Regions from separate parts of the Mus musculus genome. Here region 2 is linked to region 1. A link is a contact called in public promoter capture Hi-C data. All regions are on one chromosome and are shown on one strand. The core of a region is the stretch at or near the end of the contact, and the rest is flanking DNA. Distances in the headings are between cores, read along the strand shown. Region 1 holds the start of Slc37a2 (solute carrier family 37 (glycerol-3-phosphate transporter), member 2). Region 2 overlaps Pknox2 (Pbx/knotted 1 homeobox 2).

Evidence for each region. Promoter capture Hi-C pulls out the DNA fragments that hold promoters and counts their contacts.
Region 2: a contact with region 1 is called in a promoter capture Hi-C map of second pharyngeal arch cranial neural crest. The contact joins the enhancer-like site here to the promoter of Slc37a2 in region 1. A contact is called at or near these places in 13 of 39 promoter capture datasets (the 3T3-L1 cell line, 3T3-L1-derived adipocytes, the C10 cell line and 8 more), 7 of 115 datasets of contacts at active chromatin or transcription factors (double positive thymocytes, embryonic basal ganglia, embryonic stem cells and 2 more) and 3 of 9 other capture datasets (adipose tissue, liver and pancreatic islet).

Annotation. Positions count from the first base shown.
Region 1 is chr9:37,253,421-37,259,708 of GRCm38.p6, reverse strand. Slc37a2 (solute carrier family 37 (glycerol-3-phosphate transporter), member 2) reads left to right here and starts at 3,971. Exons shown (of 19, transcript NM_001145960.1): 1 at 3,971-4,410. The coding sequence starts at 4,352.
Region 2 is chr9:36,930,733-36,937,020 of GRCm38.p6, reverse strand. Pknox2 (Pbx/knotted 1 homeobox 2) reads left to right here. Exons shown (of 13, transcript NM_001029838.2): 6 at 529-700. Among named protein-coding and RNA genes, the nearest start is that of Gm34652, 40 kb to the left of the region's middle. Within about 2 kb of position 3,075, at least 96 of the 459 cell types and tissues checked have an H3K27ac peak or open chromatin away from gene starts, as enhancers often do. A contact at or near this core is called in embryonic basal ganglia and second pharyngeal arch cranial neural crest, where this site is marked.

The DNA.
Region 1 (6,288 bases), core at 2,722-5,221:
CTAGGTCCCCTCCAGTCTTGGCTAACAGGAGTGAAAAGCGATAGTATTCTGTGTTTGTTCGGAGTGGGCTGCTTATTGCTTGGCTGCAGTTTGCTTGGTCCTTGGACTGGACATGGTTAACTTTTCTAGGCACTTCCCTTCCTCCCTCCTGGCAGTGTCTGTGTCAGCCTAGGTTTAACCTAGAATTCTGCCTCTGCCTCCCAAGTGCTGGGGTTTCAAATACGGACCACTAGGCTCAGTATTTTGAACCCTTCATGAAACCCTCTTATCATAACAGCTTGTTGTCCAAAGGATACAATTTCAACCTGTTAGCATGGTCATTCACTGCTCTTAACTGTCTCACTACAGTTAAGAACAGTCATAACTTCTGTAGTTTTCCACAGTGCACACGTGCTATGCACACGTGCCCCTCCAGCTATGCAGAATTTCCTTCAGTACCATGCTTTTTGTGGTATGTTGTTTTGCAGATGTGCTCTCTGGTTCCCACCTTCTCATCGTCTCTACATGGTAAGCAGCTAGCCATTCCTCAAATCTGAGCATGTTACATATAGTGAAGCTTTCTGATATTAAGAACTATTTGATCCCACCTCGGGATTATCCTTACCTGTATGAATACACTCTGTAGTGTGCTTTCTTGTTTGCATCGATTTACCAACTTACCCTTGAGGTGGGACTGTGCTATACATCTCTGAACTATTCAGCTGTAAGTTCTTTGGAGTTAGGCACTAAGCCTGTCTTATCACTTTGTCCTCTGCCTAGCATAGAACGGACACTGAGCAAATGTTTATTAAATCGGTAAATGGATGAATTATTACTTTCATCCAAAGACCATCTGCAACTTATGAGACTAGGTCACGGAGACAAACTCCTTCTTACCATTGCCATTTGCTTCTTCTTAGTTTTCCCTTAAACAAAGCAACTTTGAACAATTATAAAATTAAGCACTCATGCCACACTGTTCCCCCTTCTATAAGGACTTTGAGGTTGTGCTGTTTCCGTTCTGCTGGTCTACTAGTGTCCTGAGGAGGCTGGATACAGGAGCAGCAGCAGATGTGGTGTGGGAAGCCAGTTCTTCAGGATACTACTTACCACCAGTCCAGTCTTTGGTGAATTGAAACCCTGTTTGTAACTACTTTTATCAAGGCAGAGCTTTTCCTGGATAGACATTTCAGAAAGGTAGCTTTCATTGAGTGACATAGCATAGGTTTGTTTTGTACACAAGCACACTGTGAAGGATTTTGCAAGACAAACCTGTGCCACTATACACATCAGCTCTTGTAAGAACTCTGATCCGATGTTTAATGCACACATAATTTCTCTACCTACAAGAATTACTGAACATGTCAGGCACTATTACACATTTTCATATAAGTAACTTATAGTTCTTACATCTGCCTCATACTGCAGGTGTTACTGTCCATGTTTTGTAGCTATGGAAACTGAGAATAAGAATCGATCCTGACTCTAAGTAGTGTTTTGTACTTTTAGTGTCCATCTCTCAATGAAAAAATCCTAGTATTATATTTCTTCCAATATCCTGACTTCCTGCCCATTGGGTCACATCTCCTGAGACAAAGTTCTTCTATTGTCTGCTTTATAAGACAGAAATGGAAGAAGGGAAATGCATTTTTAAGGTAATGCTTATGTGTGTGTGTGTGTGTGCTGATATTTTATGTTCTTCAGCCTAGTAACTTCTTTTGGCATTTGGTCGCTAATATTCAGGAGCATTCAAGGCCTTTTATCCCATCCATAAAACCAAGGAAGACACTCATTGCTAAACAGAAAGCCTAGAAAGTCGCATGGGTGATCAGTGAAACTCAGAAGCAGCTGAAACTGATACTTGGTGGCTAAAATGGCTAATACCATTGAGTGTCTTCATCCCACGTGCCTAATACTGAACCAAGTAATTAGAGGGCTGCCGGTCAGGAGTTAGGATCTTCTCCTTTGGTGGCTGACTGAGTGGCTCCTCCCTTCCTCATTTCTTCAAACACCGGTCACATCTCACAGGGTTTGAGAACATGCTGTGTGGGGGTGTCAGATACAACAGGAAGATGAGACAGGAGTGGAGAGGTGCTGTTAGTGGGGAGAAGGATTACCTGGGTTGTAATATCCCTCTGTGTCAGTCTCAAGCAGCAGGAAGCAGAGAGCATCCAGGTCACCTACAGGAGCAAGTGATAGACATGCCCCATGTGCCATCCTAATGCCTGGACAGGGAGTCATGGCTCGAATCCATAGGCAGCAAAGACTGTTTGAGCTCTGCTCCTTAGTACTTGTTGGCACATAATGGGGCATACATACTCTTACAGCCTCAGAGCACTTAGAGTAAGAGCTTATGAGCACCGTACAGTTCCAGCACTCAGCAGATGCAACTATGGAAGATACCAGCACACCTCTAGAAAAGCATGTGAAACAAACAGTGTGACTATCTTTCAAGTGGAGAGACAGCTGTCTTCCACTGCTGAAGTCTAGCTAGCACCACAGAAGCGCTGGCAATAGTCTCTCCATTCTTCCACTGATGTCTACTTACTGAATAACCTCGCATGGCTGCAGCTTCCTTGGTTCATTTGTATGGCAACCAGATCCTTCTCTTAGTCCTCTAGAAATCAGTAGCTGCCATTCTGAGGATGCCAGCTCACTCTGTGTGTCTTCTGTTTAATCAGGAGTGTTTGCCACCTGGGTTTGAAGTGCCCAGGGCAGATGAGAGCTTAAAGTCATGTTACCTATTTTGATACCCATGTATGCCCCACTTCACTAAATGGTAAAAAAGGGATGTGGAGTTTATTTATTTAGTGTGTGTATGTATGTCTATTTTATTTGGTACATTTGCCTGTGTATGCACATATGATGGCCAGAATAGGACCCTGAGTGTCTTCTGTCATTCTCCATTATTGTCTTACAACAGGGTTTCTTACTGAATAACAGACACTCGGTTTGGGGGGCTGGCTGGCTGGCCAGTGAGGCTTTCAAGCTCTACTTGTCTTCCTCTCCTAGTGCTGAGGTCAGTGGCCTGGGCAGCCATGCCTGCTTTTTTATGTGCATGCTGGAGATTCAAACTCCGGTTCTCATGCTTGCACAGGAAGTGCTCTTACTGAGCCATCTCCCTAGACCCTGTACTTAGGGATTTCACTGAATTGTACTACATGATACTCTTGGTTTCCAGCATTTTACACGACATGGCATTTGTGCCTCCTGCCTATTGCCTTCTCCTTCCTCTAATCCTTTACCCCTGCCCTTGACTTGTTGCCTTTATTTCTGGCACTAGACCCATACTCCCAACTGCTGGTATTATCCAAGGGTTTTATAACTCTGCTTACCCTTTTTCTGCTTGATACCAGGGCTGACAAGCCAAGCCCATTATCCTGAGTCCACTGTTTGGTGGAGTTGTTACTGCACCTCCTTGACCTTGCTCTGAATACTGGACACTCCTAAGAGTTAGGAGTGGGTGGGGTAAGGGCTAAACCCATTCCTATTTTATGTACTATTAAAAAGTTTACTTTTGAGGCGAATACTTTCCCTTTCCACCCTCAGTATTTTGCCCTTGGTTTCGTACACAAGAATCTCGTCGCAGCTTCTTTTTATAGGTGGAAATTTACTCTGAATCTTTAAGCTAGAGGCAGTCATTTTTATGAGCACGGAAGACCCTTGTAGCTCTTCACTGCCACCTGGCTGCGTGCCTGGAAAGTGGAGATTGGAGTATTGGCAACATAGTTAGTTACTGGCTAGTGGAGCTTTAGGAAAGCTCCAGCAGACTCAGTGAACTCAGATTCGTCTGAGCAAGCAGAACCAGAACCTGAGAGGTGGGTTTGGGGATCATTTTCCTCCCTGAGACACTTCCAGGGCTCCCAAAGAGAGCCCGCAGATCATGAGTCAGCGCGGTGGTCCCACTGCGTTCACTTACACAGAGCACCGGATTTGCTTTGTGTCAGGGCACAGAACTGCTCAAGACAGGTAGCACTGCAGGAAACCCAACGTCACACAGAGTTGATGACTTGTAGGACTGCTGTTTTCAGTTCCCCATCCCCTCGTGGGTAGTGAAATGGAAAAGCCCAGACAAGAAAGAGGAGCCCCAGGAAACTCAAGACTGCTGGTTTCTGACTAGGAGAGAAAGTTCGAGAAAACAGATGGCAGTACATAGAAAACAGTGGCTAGTGAGCACAGAGGGATAGCTAGGACTTGCACTCGGCGCGACCTAGAGGGCAGGCCGGTCATGTTCAAGGGGCGGAGGCTCTGGCCATGGGCCTGCCTGGGGCGGGCCAGTCGGCGGGGCATTTAAATCGCTGCCGCCGCTGGCCGGGACGCGCGCCGGCTCTGCACCCTCCATAGTCTCAGCTTCGAGTGCCGGCGCCTCAAGATGCGGTCCTCCCTGGCTCCTGGTGTCTGGTTCCTTCGCGCCTTCTCTAGGGACAGCTGGTGAGCAGGGCTGGGGAGGGAGGCTGCCAAGACGCGCAGAGACTTGCTCGGGCGGCGGATGTTTCTGCTTGTCCCTGGAGTGGGGGATGGGGTTCTAGTTCTATCTGGCAGGGCTCCTTCGGTGGCGCAGGCGTGGAAGTTTAGTAACACAGAACTATTAATTCCACATTAGCCCAGACTTCTGTCTAACCCCGGTGAAGAACAAACAGGGTGCCTAGGAGTCTTCATCCTTTTTGGTTTGCCACCCCGTATCTGCAAACACAAGCGCACAAGCGGGTACCTGTGGAGTGCCTCCAAGTCTTATCTGTGTATTTGGAGGATCCGGATTTGCCTTTGAGGAACCCAGGCCAAGAACTGGTAGAATATAAATGGAGCCAGAGAGCTTAAGGCCCCTATTGATTAGATTAGTTAACAAGCCAGAAATCACTGGTTCTATTAAGCCTGTCTGACCCTTCCAGTCTCAGGGATACCTAGCTAGGGCAAGATCTCTGGGATCAGAGCTGCAGCTGCTCCAACACTGGGTGGTCACCCTTAAAAGCATGAGCTGGCATTGACAGCAGCTGCTCCCAGGACCACAAGGTCACCCTTGTGCTGGGAGAAGAGGTTTTAGCCAATCTCCATTGAGCTTTTGGAGCAGTGTACTTGGTCTGCAAGAGGTGGGGAAGGAAGAGTGTTAAAACATTTTGTTAGTTACCGTCATTTATAAACTATAAAACTTAACAAAATAGCCAGTTGCTGGCTTCTAAAAAAAACAAAACAAAAACAAAACAGATGACACAGCAATCTCAAATCTAAATTCTCAAACTAAACTAAGGGTCAGATTGGGCAGATACTTAGTCATCAATTTGGCCTGGTTTTAAAATAAGTCATTTTGTTTCAAGGTCTCTCAGGCTAATAATCATCTAAAACATTCTTTAGATGGTTTATGTGGTCCTTTCTACATTTGGAACTATTAAACAGTTTTATGTTTTCAGAAAGAGAGAAAATGTCTCTCAAAAGGAGATGAACACGAGAGTGAGAGCGTGTACTGCCCTCATAATGAAGGAGCTAGAAGATGTCATAATTGGGTAGAAAGAGAATTCAAGGGGAGGGGAGAGTTGCCGTAAGGTGGATGTGGATGGTAGCGATGGGCGCACAGTACACTTGCTGTCCCTGACTTTAGCTGCCCTGACTTTACATTTAAAGGTGGTTGAGATGATAAGGTTTTGTGCTATGTATATTTTACCACAATTTTAAAAAGCATAATATAAATAAGCTCATTTATACATTAAGACTCTTGAAGCTGTCTCACTAGTGGACATATTTTATATGACTTATCAATTAGCTGCAACTTCAGAGACTAAAATTGCTCAATGTCAAGAAAAACTAAAATCAGGATAAATGACAGACTAGAGTCAGATAATCTGGAAAGTTTTCTCTCTGTAAAACATCCTTTTCTTTGTAGACTCCATTTCAGGTTTGTTTTTTTTTAATCTCTAAGAAAAAATTTTGATCACACAATAAAGTGGGTCTCCTTAGATCTAATCTCATGGTTTACTTATGTACAGCAAAAACATTAATTAACCAAATAGGTCATGATCAGTGCTCTTGGGAGTTTTCATAAGGAATCTTTTTAAGAAAAATTTAAGGTGTGTGTCCGTCCCCGTCCTTTGGCAGTGGTGGTGCATGTGTGTCTCTGTGAGGCCAGAAGTCAACCTCAGATGTCTGCCTTCAGCAGCCATCCATCTTAGTTTTTGAGACAGAGTTTCTTACTGGGACCCGGAACTTACCAGCGAGTTCCACGGAGCTTTAAGTAGCTCCAGCCTGTCTCTGCCTTCCCAGGCCTGGGGGCACAGATGCAGCCGCCACCTTGTCAGGCCTTAAGGTGGGCGCTGAGGA
Region 2 (6,288 bases), core at 1,826-4,325, 320 kb after region 1:
TGGGCGTATGTGGGTGAGTTTGAGGGCTCATGTATTTTATGTATACTTTGTACACATCCGTTGCCCTCGGCTGCCTTCAGATTTTATATTCGTGTGTGTGTGTGTGTGTGTGTGTGTATGTGTTTCTATAATGAACATATCCAAGACAGTGCTATGGATCTTAGCTTGCATGTCACCTAGTGCTAACATTCACATTCAAGAATTCTCTAGAGAGTTCCCACGTTTCCTTCCCAGACCCATGCTGGGTGTGAAATGAACATCGACCTCTTTGAAAAGTTATAACCTCTCCATTGCCATTTATCTGACCATGGGGGAAAAAAGGTGGGCACTCTTTGGGAGCCTAGGAGTGGGTCCTTCATTCCAGAGATAAAAATGCTGCCACTTTTGCAGACCCTGGGGACCGGGGGCATTCTCAGGGAGTTGGACCTTGGGAAAAGAAGTGATGGGGCAGCTGAACAGGTGGTGTGTTAGCCCCACCAGCAGCCTGGTCTCTGTGTGCGCATGTGTGAGCTCTTGATGTCCCCGCAGGCACCCTCTTTTCCCGCTCCTGACGCTGCTGTTTGAGAAATGTGAACAGGCCACCCAGGGCTCCGAGTGCATCACCTCCGCCAGCTTTGATGTGGACATCGAGAACTTTGTCCACCAGCAGGAGCAGGAACACAAACCCTTCTTCAGCGATGACCCAGAACTGGACAATCTGGTAAAGATCCCCTACCCTCCATCCCGGCTCGAGTCTTCCCTCCCTGTGATCCCATCCCAAATATTATTCTAAAAGTGTTCCCTTCATTAGTTGATTTAACAAGAAGTTGTGAGTGTCCACCACTGAACAGGCACTATGTGTACTGTTTTATGGTTGAGAACAATTCCCAGTATTTTTAACTGAGATTCTAGTTGTGGGCTTTGCTACCAGTGTTTTCTCCACCTGTACCTCTGGTGGCACCAGCGTCTGCACATCTGTTACCTTACCGTTTAAGCAAGTGGAGAAAACCTCTTTTCTAGTGGCCAGGTTGCCAGAGGTAGCTATTCCAAGTTTGCACAGAGAACTGGTGGCTATGTGCTACTGTGGTTGGCAGAAGAGACAGATGTGTAAGGGTAAGAGGCATGTTCAAGCATGTCAATATGGAGAAAGACCTGGTCCTGCTAGATTTAACAAAGGTTCTTCCCTCTTATTGGACACAATAGATCATACCTCCAAATAGTTTGCTACTCAGATCAGTACTACATCCTGTAAAATACAAATTCCTGGGCTGCACTGTGGGACTGTGATTTTGTAGATTCAAAGGGGGCCTGTGAATCTACATTCTATATTTCCAAGGGAACTGCCATCATTAGCTTTCGTGGCTGCCTTGTTGTATAGGATTCTGAAGTCCTCATCTAGTCTGTGACTTCTATTGAAGAGGGGTGTTGGCAAGGCCACTGTGCTTGCTCATCATGCTGAGTCGTCTCCTGGAATTATTACCTATTTCTTTGTTTGTTTGTTTGTTTGTTTTTCCTGTATGTGAACTCTGCAAATGTGCTCTTCAACATAGACACACTGATTGATAGTAGTGCTGGCCTCTTCTGCCCAGAATTTAGCTTCCCCAAAAGAAAAGAGTTTGGGAAATAAAAGTGACTATAAAAGAAAGTACATGTTCTCACACACACATGTACACATATACATGAGTACACACGTGTGCACACACACACACATATTCAGTACATCTACAGGGCAGATGGCTGACTTCGGCATTATTCTGGACTGAAAATTACTCACATTGCCGCTATTATTGGCATCCAGTGCAGTACTTTGTGAAGAACTGCACTGGATGCTACCTGGAGAACCCACACTGGCCTGGAGGTTTGCGGTCTGGTGATGATTTAAAAGTGGGAGCAGGGCTCAGACGGGGAAGAAGCTCTTACTGGCTGCAAGGAATATTAGTGAAAGCTCCCAAGTCTACCTCTGCTCATCCCTGGCTCTTTCCCTCCCTAGCAGGCATCGAACCCTGGCTGCAGTCTCGAAGATTCCAGTGTGCTGGTCCTCCAGCTGGTGGAGGGCCAGGCTAACTTAGCCCTGCCCTGCTCCTCAGCTAGTTGGAATTAGGAGACTTTGCAATTTGGAAAGGAAAGTCTCAAATTTAGCCTCAGGCAGCTATGGAGCAAAGAGACAGCTCTTTCAAAAAGTCAGGATATGCTTGAGAAAGGGTAACTGCACGCGTGCACACATGTAATGAGCTTTGCGTCAGTATTTATTCTCGGTAGGACCTTGGTGACCGAACCCCTTGATGCTCAGTTTCCTCATCTATACAGCTAACTATACCCAACTCATGCGACTGGGATAAATTAACTGGATGGCTCATAGACTTGGCCCTTAAAAATGTTTTGCATCTGAAAATTCATCTCAATGTGGTATCGTGTTCTAGATCCACAGGCTTACCTCCTGGCTGTCAAAGACACACCATGGTCAGGAGCCTGAAACGTTTAGGGTAGGATAGGGAAATCCAACAGTCCCCTTTGCCATTGGTTCCTAGCCCTATGTCAAAAGGAGGAGACACAGAGGCCAAGCACAGGAGCCATCATTAGGACAAGAATCATGTCGCCAGCACAGCCGAGATGCACATAATTAGAAATTAGAAAAAGGTCAGATCCCGTTATTACCAGCTCAATCAGCTACCGAGTGCCACAGCCAGTTAATTTGGCATCTGTATTTTTTACAACCCCGCACACGTAGCCCAACGGACTGTAACTCTTTCTCCGGACAGATATACTGCGCAGCCAAGCAGGGACATAAAATGAGGGACCCCAAGCAAATGAGCTGAGATAATTGAGAGATTTATTTTTTATATATGTGTGTGTGAGGGCAGCTTTCCTTTGCCCTTGAATATTGACTTTCATAGATGAGATTGTCGGGAGGGCACTGGATTCCCCCAAATCTTTGCCCCTCTGAACACCCTCCTCCAGCCCCTCTCTGACCCTCCCCTGCTTTCTCCCACCTCTTGGGAAGCCCCGTTCTTCCTTCCCTCCCTGTAGCTCTTTGCCTGTCACACCCTCCCGTGCTCCTCACAGTCTCCCAGAGCCGCTTTTCCTGACAAGTCTCCATGGAAACAGCTGAGTCAGCTCTCCCAGTACCGCCCCAAATTTCTGAGAGAGGATCCAAGTTAGAGATTTCTGAGGGAGGGAATCCTGGAAGCTTGCTGCTCCACAGCGCCTCTACTGTGAGGAAAACGTAATTACAAAAAGGTTGGGGTTAGAAACCCAACCTTAGAAAGATGTCCACTCCCATCTCCTTTTACTCACAGCGATCCTCACGTCCATAGAAGAGAACCCTGGTCTTTGACTCCTGATTTTGTGCCTCTCCCACTGACACTCCGCCTCTCCCTGGTGACAATAAAGCCTTCACATAAGAGAATGAAACCAATATCTCCTTGGAGCCCCGACTAGGACCTTCCCCAGATCCATTTCGGGGGCAGCTTTCTATTCTCAGGTGGTTAAATCAGGAATCCCTGGTGACCCCTCTGGGATATAGTACAGTTCCTACACCATGCTTCTTTCTAACCTGGCCTCCAGATCCGACACCCTCCCTGGGCCTAGCAGCCTCTGACTGGCACTTGGTAAAGTTTGTAAAATTTGCAAGTTCCCCAAACCCCTTTGAAAGGTAAAAGCTTTTTGTTTTATAAAATCTGATTTACGGGCCCCCGGTGCAAGGCCAAGGTTTTATATATTATGCAAGATTTCAAACTAAGGCTGTAAAACGTACGGTTTCAGTTTCATGCATGGAATTTTTTTATGTGTAAATTTTTTAACATTTATGGGGCACGTTTTAATGAGACTCTGGTGTGGCTCCAGGGACAGATTATAGCTGCCTGACCGCAAAGCCAGTTCCAAAATGGGGCCTCCCAGGCCCCTGGGCCTACTCTGAAGAGGCAGGCCTGGAGGCCAGAGGCTAGGAGTGAGGAGTCACTTGAAGGAACCAGCTCAGAGCTGTAGGCCCACAGAGACCTCAGCAAGCCCTGATCTGAGAGTCACTCACCTTATCCTCCAGTCCAGGCTCTTGCCTAGAAGGGAGCTGAAAACCTCACAGACACCAGAAACAGCAAGAGAAATAAGCATATCAATGATGATGATAATTAACATTTATAGACCACTTACAGGTACCAGGTGCTATCCTAAGTTATTTGCATCTATTATCTTATTTAAAACTCACAAAGCTTAATATTAATATTAACAATATTATCCCCATTTTGCTGGAGGCACTTGCTTCAATTCTCAGACCACTTCCCCTTCTCAATTTCTCTCTCTCTCTCTCTCTCTCTCTTGCATACTGTCTGTGTGTGTGTGTGTGTGTGTGTGTGTGTGTGTGTGTGTGTGTGTGTGTGGTTTTATCTCTGGTGGCCTGGCTGCTACACTGGCTATCCAAACATCCCAGGGACCCTCTGTCTCCAGCCCTCCAGCACTGGGATTATAAGCACAGGCCACCACGCCCATCATTTTTATGTGAGTGCTGAGTATAGAACTCAAGTCCTAATGCTTGTGTAGCAAGCGATTTACCATCTGAACCATCTCTCCAGCCCTGCAGTCCTCATGTTAGGAAGTAAGATAACACATGGGATCATGCAACTATGAACAAAACAGAGCAGAGAACGAAGCTGTGAAATGCAGCTCCAACTCTAAACTCACATACACACACACACATACACACACACACATACACATACACACACACACACACATACACACACATACACATACACACACATACATACACATACACACATACACACACACACACATACACACACATACACATACACACATACACATACATGCACATACACACACATACACATACACACACATACACATACACATACACACACATACACACACATACACATACACACACATACACATACACACATACACACACACACAGAGAGAGAGAGAGAGAGAGAGAGAGAGAGAGAGAGAGAGATTTCTAGGAGAGGAGTCAGGTTTTGCTTTACTTCTTTTCTAACTACATTTCCTTCAATCCTCACCATGACTGAGAGCCCCTTTGTATTTATTTTGTGGTGTTGGAGGTCAACGGAGAACCTTGCATGTGCTAGGCAGGCACTTGCCACTGAGCTCAATCACCCCTTGACCAGTGTGTCACTATTATCTCATAGCTAAGGAAGTGAAAGTGCAGAGATTACGAATTGTTCTAAGTATGAGACAGAAACCTCTTAGCCTCCAAACCCATCTCCTTGAGTTCCCCACTCGTCTCCTCAGATTCTCGTTCAAGCCCAGCAGGGAGCTGTTATCCCCATTTAGTAGAGAGAGAAATCAAGGACCAAGAATACTGTAGCCAAGAAGTTACACCTTTAGTTGGGTTTGAAAAAAGTTTGTCTAACTGGAGAGGCTCAGCCTGTGATCTCTGGTTAGTCCCTCACTGCTTCTCCAAATTTTGACACCATCCAAGTGGAAGTGCCAGTCCTCGACACAAATGTGCTTTAACTTGCCATGCACGGTAGTTTCCATAAAATATCCATTTGTCTGGCAATCCTCCAGCCCCTGACATTCACCTTTCTTCTGTGTTCCCCTTTTTATTCTAGTGACCCGGCACTCCCAACTGGCCAAGCCAGGCTGGTGCAGGCTGAAAACATTCTTCATTATGGTTTAGCTTTGGCTGCTCCAGTGACCCCCAGGAAATGTCAGGCTCACACACTTTAGAAATGTGCATATATAAACTTCTTCCCTACAAGAGCACCTACCTTCCCAATCTGCAGAAAGAGAAAATGGAAGGAGCTTGCCCCCAAGGCAAGGAATGGAGCAGGCTATCTGATCTCCGAGCTCCTGTTCCCTTATCTTTAGCAGAGTGATGGATAATCTTGCCTGTATCCCTGAGGTGAAGAGACTCAAATAAGATAATGGGGAGAGAAGCCTTTTGCAAGCTGTAAACTGCTGTGTTTACAGATGTTTTGAGAGACAAGGAGTCGCCATCATCAAATGAAGAGGCCAAAACCTACAAGAGGGGCGACCATTTAGAAAAGAACTTGAAGCTGTGTGTGGCCATTGTGTGGGCATGAAGACAAGGATTTGACATTTATTAAACACCTGGGTTACATACCAGAAACGTTTACAAAAAGATCTTACTCAATATTCATAACAATTTTAAACTGTAGGTATTATCATAAATTACATAGATAAGGCTTATTCTCCAAAATGCCCAGGTAACAAATAATAAATTCAGGACATCACAGCATGCTGCTTTTTAGGAAATAAGTTGTCCCTGCCTTGGATACTTTCCTGGGACTGTGGGAGTATATGATACTG